Regions from separate parts of the Mus musculus genome. Here region 1 is linked to region 2. A link is a contact called in public Hi-C data. All regions are on one chromosome and are shown on one strand. Each heading gives the region's core, a stretch centred on a gene start, on an enhancer-like site or on the middle of the called end of the contact. The rest is flanking DNA. Distances are from core to core; before and after follow the strand shown. Region 1 overlaps Kdm4a (lysine (K)-specific demethylase 4A). Region 2 overlaps St3gal3 (ST3 beta-galactoside alpha-2,3-sialyltransferase 3).

Evidence for each region. A called contact is a pair of places that touch in the nucleus more often than the background predicts.
Region 1: a Hi-C map of ECoMG myeloid progenitors shows a contact between it and region 2, with 1.6 times the contacts expected there. The contact joins two enhancer-like sites. A contact is called at or near these places in 7 of 39 promoter capture datasets (the 3T3-L1 cell line, the C10 cell line, embryonic stem cells and 4 more), 1 of 15 datasets of contacts at CTCF or cohesin (the NIH/3T3 cell line), 41 of 484 Hi-C or Micro-C datasets (the AML12 cell line, the BV-2 cell line, the C10 cell line and 24 more), 4 of 115 datasets of contacts at active chromatin or transcription factors (bone marrow-derived dendritic cells, embryonic fibroblasts and embryonic stem cells) and 4 of 9 other capture datasets (adipose tissue, embryonic stem cells, liver and 1 more).

What each region holds. Positions count from the first base shown.
Region 1 is chr4:118,150,436-118,153,770 of GRCm38.p6, forward strand. Kdm4a (lysine (K)-specific demethylase 4A) reads right to left here. Exons shown (of 22, transcript NM_001161823.1): 12 at 2,755-2,875. Among named protein-coding and RNA genes, the nearest start is that of St3gal3, 17 kb to the left of the region's middle. Within about 2 kb of position 1,821, at least 70 of the 459 cell types and tissues checked have an H3K27ac peak or open chromatin away from gene starts, as enhancers often do. A contact at or near this core is called in ECoMG myeloid progenitors, where this site is marked.
Region 2 is chr4:118,088,228-118,091,373 of GRCm38.p6, forward strand. The region is part of intron 2 of St3gal3 (ST3 beta-galactoside alpha-2,3-sialyltransferase 3); the gene reads right to left. Among named protein-coding and RNA genes, the nearest start is that of St3gal3, 45 kb to the right of the region's middle. Within about 2 kb of position 1,609, at least 13 of the 459 cell types and tissues checked have an H3K27ac peak or open chromatin away from gene starts, as enhancers often do. A contact at or near this core is called in ECoMG myeloid progenitors, where this site is marked.

The DNA of each region.
Region 1 (3,335 bases), core at 571-3,070, 62 kb after region 2:
AGGGCCACTGTAGCGTAAGGAGGTCAGTGTGAACGAGCCAGACAGCCTCTAAGAGCCCAGAGTGCCTGACCCCAACATGAGGGACCAAGATAGTACAGCAGGGACAGAAATAGACAAGCTCATAGACCCGTCTTCACATACTGACATCTGCTCTACTCACGAAGCCAAAAGTGGCCCAAACCATGACATATGTGAACACTGAATGCCAAGGGGAGACTTCCACTGTGTTAAGTGAAAATTGCAGAGATCAGAATTCTAACAGTTTACATATGTAAAGCTTCACGGAGCCTTATAGTCAAGACGTGTGCATCGCACTGAAAATGTTGTTATTCAGATAAAAATGCCTTTTTAAAAAGCCAGAAAAAGAGAGAGGAGAGAGAGACAGACAGACAGACAGAGAGAGAGAGGGAGAGAGAGAGAGAGCGCGAGCCAGCACGCACTTGGGAGACAGAGGCAGGTGGATCTGAGTTCAAAGCCAGCCTGGTCTACAGAGTTCCAGGACAGCCAGGGCTAAACCGAGAAACCCTGTCTCAAAAATAAATGAGAACAGTGAAGAGACCAGATAACCACATCCTCCTCTCAGGGACACAGCAGGTGTCCAGGAGAAGCCGAAGCTGCCAGAGCAGCACCTGAAAGCGGAGGGAAGAAGATCAGGAGGAGCTCAAGGCGAGCCTGGGCTATACCACAGCCTGGGCTATACCACAGCCTGGGCTATACTATACCCTGTGTCCATAATGTACCAGCAGAAAGAAAGCAGACAAACTCACAGTAAAAGTTCTGATAGCAATGAACACATGGGGGGGACCACACAGAGTCTCCTTTCACTTTGCCATGACTGAACACTGCTTATCACAAAAAGTAGAGACAGATGACATCAGTTACATAATTCCAAAAAGACATACTCAGACAACAATTCACACCTGGGCTGGAAGTGTGTGCTCTCAGTATTCACAAACTCCTCTTTGGATAATTTTTCTTTTGCCTCTTGGAAACTTTTTTTCCCTACGGTCTGTGTCTTTTTGTCTGATTGGTTAGTTTTTGCCTTTTTGAAACAGGGTTTTTTATTCTGTGTAATCTTGGCTGTCTAAGAACTAGCTCACAACCACCCGTATGACCCCTCCTCTGGTGCGTTTGAAGTCAGCTACAGTGTACTTATGTATAATAATAAATAAATCTTTGGGCCGGAGCAGTCAGGGACTGAGAGAGTGGAGTTGACCGGAGCGAGCAGAGGTCCTAAAGAATTCAATTCCCAACAACCACATGAAGGCTCACAACCATTTGTACAGCTACAGTGTACTCATATACATTACATAAAATAAATAAATAAATCTTAAAAAAAAAAAAATAACTCACTCTGTAGACCAGGCTGGCCTGGAACTCAGAAATCTGCCTGCCTCTGCCTCCCAAGTGCTAGGATTAAAGGCGTGTGGCACACCTGCCTGGCTAACCTGGGTCGTTTTAAAGCATCAAGGGAAGAAATCATACAAGAGGCAGAAGCTCTCTGAGCACAGACTCAGAGGGACAGCTGGGACAAGACTCAGAGTCTGGCCACTTCTGATCCCAGGGCCTGTAGGCTGTCCCTGTGCCCAGGCTGTCCCATACTTTCTAAGAGGAAAACTGAGAGATGAGCTGTGACAGCATGTCACAGGAGAGGAGAGGAGGAGAGGGGCTCCGCACTGGAGAGTCAGCAGTCCAAGTGGCTCTGGTTCCACAAGCATGCACGAGCCAGTACCTGGGAGGCCTGCCAGCACCAGCCTGCTGCTCCAGGCAACTGAGATGACCACTCCCTGCTGTTGTCAAGATGCGCTTCGAAGCTACACTTCCTAGTTCTTCTTGCACAGATCTCTTAGTTCCCCTTTCTGTCTCCTCCCCAGGCTCTTCTGCTCCTCTGTCCCACCTCCAGCCCCTGCTCAAGCTTCTAGGCATTCTTGATGAGTGAGACCCTTTCATTTAAAAATACTCCTCCACATCGATGTCTTCCCACATCAATTTTCTCTATCCACAGTAACCTTGGGTTTCTGAAGCCAAAAGCCTTAGGACACAAAGATGAGGCCATCAACTCATCTTCTTCCCTGTGGTCTACCCTTCCAGCTCTGCAGACTGCTGCCCAATCCGGCTGGCGCCGTCTTCACTACTTCCGCTTCTCCCACCCCACCAGCATCCGGGCCCAGTGGTGTCTGGGAGCAGTCCTTCCAATGCCAACCCCACTGTGGTGCTCCCCTTCTTCAAACACACCTCCACGGTTCCCTATTGCGTGTGAGGACAGCCTCAGTAGGCTCGTGAGAGGAGCTGTGGACGGCCAGCCCCACGCCTGCCTTGCCCCTCAGCTCAGTTCAGGCGGCAGCGGTGTCCTCCAGCTTGAGCTAGGCAGCACTGCCCGGCAGCTCCCCTGCCTGCACCCCCATTCCCCGTCTCATTCCTGCTGTCCCCTCAGCTTGGATAGGGCTCCTTTCTTTACATCCCTTTAGCTGGCAACCCCACTCCTCGGTGGGCACCTTGAGGGCAGGCACATATCTTAGCCAGCTGTGCATGCACAGAGCTTGGTATCACTGACGCAACTTACTATCCTGAAAAACCAACCTTGTACCTCCTAGGAAGAGAAAAGAAAGAGGCTGCGTACAATCACACAGCCCACCAGCTCTGAACTGTCCTGGGCCCTGGGCCCACGCCCACCCCTGACCTCTGACGCCCGGTGAGGGCAAGGCTCGCTGTGGGGACCCGCTTTCCGTCTAGTGAAGAGAGGAGACGACTTACCGTCATCGCTGCCGCACTCCTGCAGCACGAGTGGGTGGTGGCGTGGGAGCTTGCTCAAGGGCTGGCGGCGACCCTTGGTCTTCTTATTCTCCTCCAGGGAAAGCATGTACTCATCTGCAACCTGAGCAAAGCAGGGCCGATCAGCAGGTGATGACACCGCAGGGCAAACACCCGAGAGCCTCCCCTCTCTCGGGAGGCTGAGCTTAGAGGACAAAGGCTTGAAGGGCCACGTGTGGGATACAAAGTCTCAGAAACAGGAGGAAGGGAGGGAAGGCAGGAGAGCTGAGGGGAGAAGAGGGGCCCAGGGAACAAATAATGTAGAAATGAACAAAAGGTCAATTTGGGGGCTGGAGAGATGGATGGCTCAGTGGTTAAGCTGCTCTTCCTGACACCCACCCGGCAGCTCACAACCATCTTAAGCCCCATTTCCAGGAAGTTCAACGCCCTCTTCTGTAGTTCTCAGGCACTGTACACATGAGTGCACAGACATATACTGGTGCCACGTACTCACGCACAAATAAAAATTTAGACAAATCTAAAAAACATGTCTCAGAAAAGCAGAAGCCATAGTGCCATGCACA
Region 2 (3,146 bases), core at 359-2,858:
CAGGGCCACGGATGGTCTTGGATGCTAACCCAAACTAAAACTAAAATCTAATTTAACAATGCAACTTTGGACCAGTAGGTATCAGAGCACTCCCAGGATCCATATAATTAAAATCTATGATGCTCGCTTAACTGCACGGGTCTGTAGATTCCTAAAGGTGGAGGGTGGGCATCACTGCTCCTCCAGGTTATGGCTGTCTTCCCAGGTCTCGCAGTGATCACACCACACAGCCACACGTGTTAGTATCACTACCCATCATAACAGAAAGGGACTTAAACAACGGAGCTTGTGGCAGCTGCTGTGATACAGTCATCCCCTCTGGGCATAACATGACAGTCCATCACAGAACAGATGGCCTGACCTATACAATACCTTGGCCCCACAAAGGAGGGAACAGAACAAGCAAAATTCAGTGGCAGCAAGGCCTATGGTAGTGTAACAAAGGGTCCCTAAACTCTCTCCCTGGCATTCTGTTCACCATCTTCATCCTCCTTTCCCAGCTGCACGTGGTCCTGAGGGAGGGGTGGGATGCTAGATACAGAGGTGACCCATCTTGGGTAAATTCATGTCTTCAGGTCTCCCTGGAAAAAGTCACACAACAGCAGCATATACAAGTTCTCCATGACTCTGATCACTTGAAAGCTGAGGTTTGTCATTGCTACACACAGTTGGTGGCTTCCTTTGGGACAGCAGGCTCACCTCTTTCATTTCTGAGAAAAGGCCATCCATGCCCAACCCTAGATAATGCAGAGTCATCGTTTGCCTATGAATCATTCTTCACCAGAAGAGTATGTCCAAACAGCAGCTTGCTCATCTTACAGGCCAACAAGAGCACACAGCCTCGAGACAGGTAGGTTCCATGTTTTACCACACCACACTTGGGGAAAATGACCATATCCAAGGCCAACACCTAATAAACTTAAGACAGTTTCACCAATAGCATTAAGTGTTGCCTGTGCCCTGGACAGTTCTCTGCCTGACCCTACCTGCCCTTAGGGGTTGGGGGTGAGTTGGCGCAGAGTCAACGACACAGACTCCCTGAGAAACGCTGCAGCAAGCTCATCTGAGCACTGCTGCAAGCTCCTTTAGCACCCTCCATCCCCACTGGTCCCCTCATCCCCAGTGGTCCCAAGAAAGCACCTATTCTAAACAGCAGCTCCTGATTGGCTGGCACTGTTTGCACCAGCAATCCCTGTTCTCTCAGGCAGTCCTCAATTAGGTCCTCCTGCAGGAGATGCTTTTGCAGCTGCACGCACCCAGCGTTTACACAGAGGCGGCCCTGTTCCTGCTACAATTAAGTAAAACTGGCTTTTAAAAAGGCTGAGTGTCAGGGCCATGGTGGTGGCGCACACCTTTGATCCCAGCACTCAGGAAGCAGAGGCAGGTGGATCTCATGAGTTGGACGCCAGCCTGGTCTACACAGTGAGTTCCAGGACAGCCAGGGTAACATAGAGAAACCTCATCTTGAAAAACCAAAGATAAATAAATACAAGTCCTGAGCAGCTCACACTGTTTGGTGCTCCTGCTGTGATCTGTGCTGTGGAGTGAGCTTCTTCCTTTGTGACATCAGTGCAGATGACACAGGGCAACTGGCAGGAAGTCTCTTTGTAATATGAGAGCACTTGGAGGGAGCACCACGCACTGTTTCTATGAGGAATGGCTCCCTGCCTTCAGTGTCACTACATGCCACTGTTTGGTCCAGATACTGTGGGCCTTCCTTCAACGTTATTTTTGCCTGCATGTATTTTTCTGCTCCTCCACCTCTCATTGCATTTTTGCTTCTGTTCAGTGTTTTGGGTTTTGTTTTGTTTAAGATTTAAATCGTTTGTATAAACGTAGGGGCATCTATGTGCGCATGCAAGTGCAGGAACACAGGAAGTCCACAAGAGGGCAGAAGAGCCCCCTGGAGGTGTACAGGCAGTTCTGAACGGCTTGAGTTCTGGACATTGAACTTGGGTTCTCCGCGGGAGCACCAGGCGCTCCTAACCACTGAACCATCCGTCTAGACTCTTCTGAGAGTCTTTAAGTTATGTCCTTTACATGCACTTTCTTTTCTTGGAATAATTAACCTAGAAATTTCCCCTGCCCATTTAACTTCACATGGGCATCAGCGGATCTGTACTACTACCAAATAACACAGGAAAAGTACAATAATGGCTCCTGACACTCTTCCTGTCTAGATTCTATCACTAACTGGCAACATAATATATAATATCATTGCTTGGGATGATGCCAATGCTAATTGGACAACACTGCCTTGTGGGTGGTAAATTTAGTGCTTACCTAAATTTACACCATGGTGTTTGCCCTTTCCTCCCATAATCCCTCCCTGGAGTTTAAACTTCATCAGCCCTTTATTGGTGGTGAGTTTTCTTCAGCATGTCTCTCATTCCTAGAAGACGGGGTTCCCTGCCCACCCAGTGCGCATGCGCGGGCCACACCCCCCGGGGGGGGCTCTCACGGGCTGTCTTTAGAAGCCCACTGTGTCCAAGCAGCATTCTTTCACGGGCAATGTTTTTGACTCTCTGGATGTTCTTCAGACAGTCCCACACCAAATTACATTTCACATACAGTAAACGGCCCCTCTAGAAGGTGTACAAGCCGGTGTACTTTGACCGTCGTCATCTGGGACACTGGAACATCGCAACTAAGCCACCGAGCATGCTCTCCTTAGACCCCGCTCGTTCATGAGGTTCCTGATTTGCTTTTTGTCACAAAAACGAGCTTGTACTTTAGAGAATTCTGTATAAATATAATTACAAAGTATTTTCTTTCTATCTGGATTCCTTCACTCTGAATAATCGTTTGAGATTCGTGTAAGCTATTACAGGAACCAATTCTTTGTTCATTTGAATACTGAGCCGCATCCCACTGCGTACCCCAGCCACAATTTATTGTTCAGGTTGTTTCCAGTTTGGGGTGTTACAATAAAAGTTGCTAAGACGATTCGGTATGAGTTTAGTCATGGATATACACCTTCATTTCTCTTGGTGTGGTATGACTGGAGGGATGCTGGGTGAATGTTAATTTTCAAAATATTGCCAGATTGGTTTTCAAAATGGCCGTACCATTTTACATTCCCACCGACAGTGTAATCGCTGCTGCGGTTGCTGGCGTGTTGCTAACCTGATAGAGTCTTTTAATTT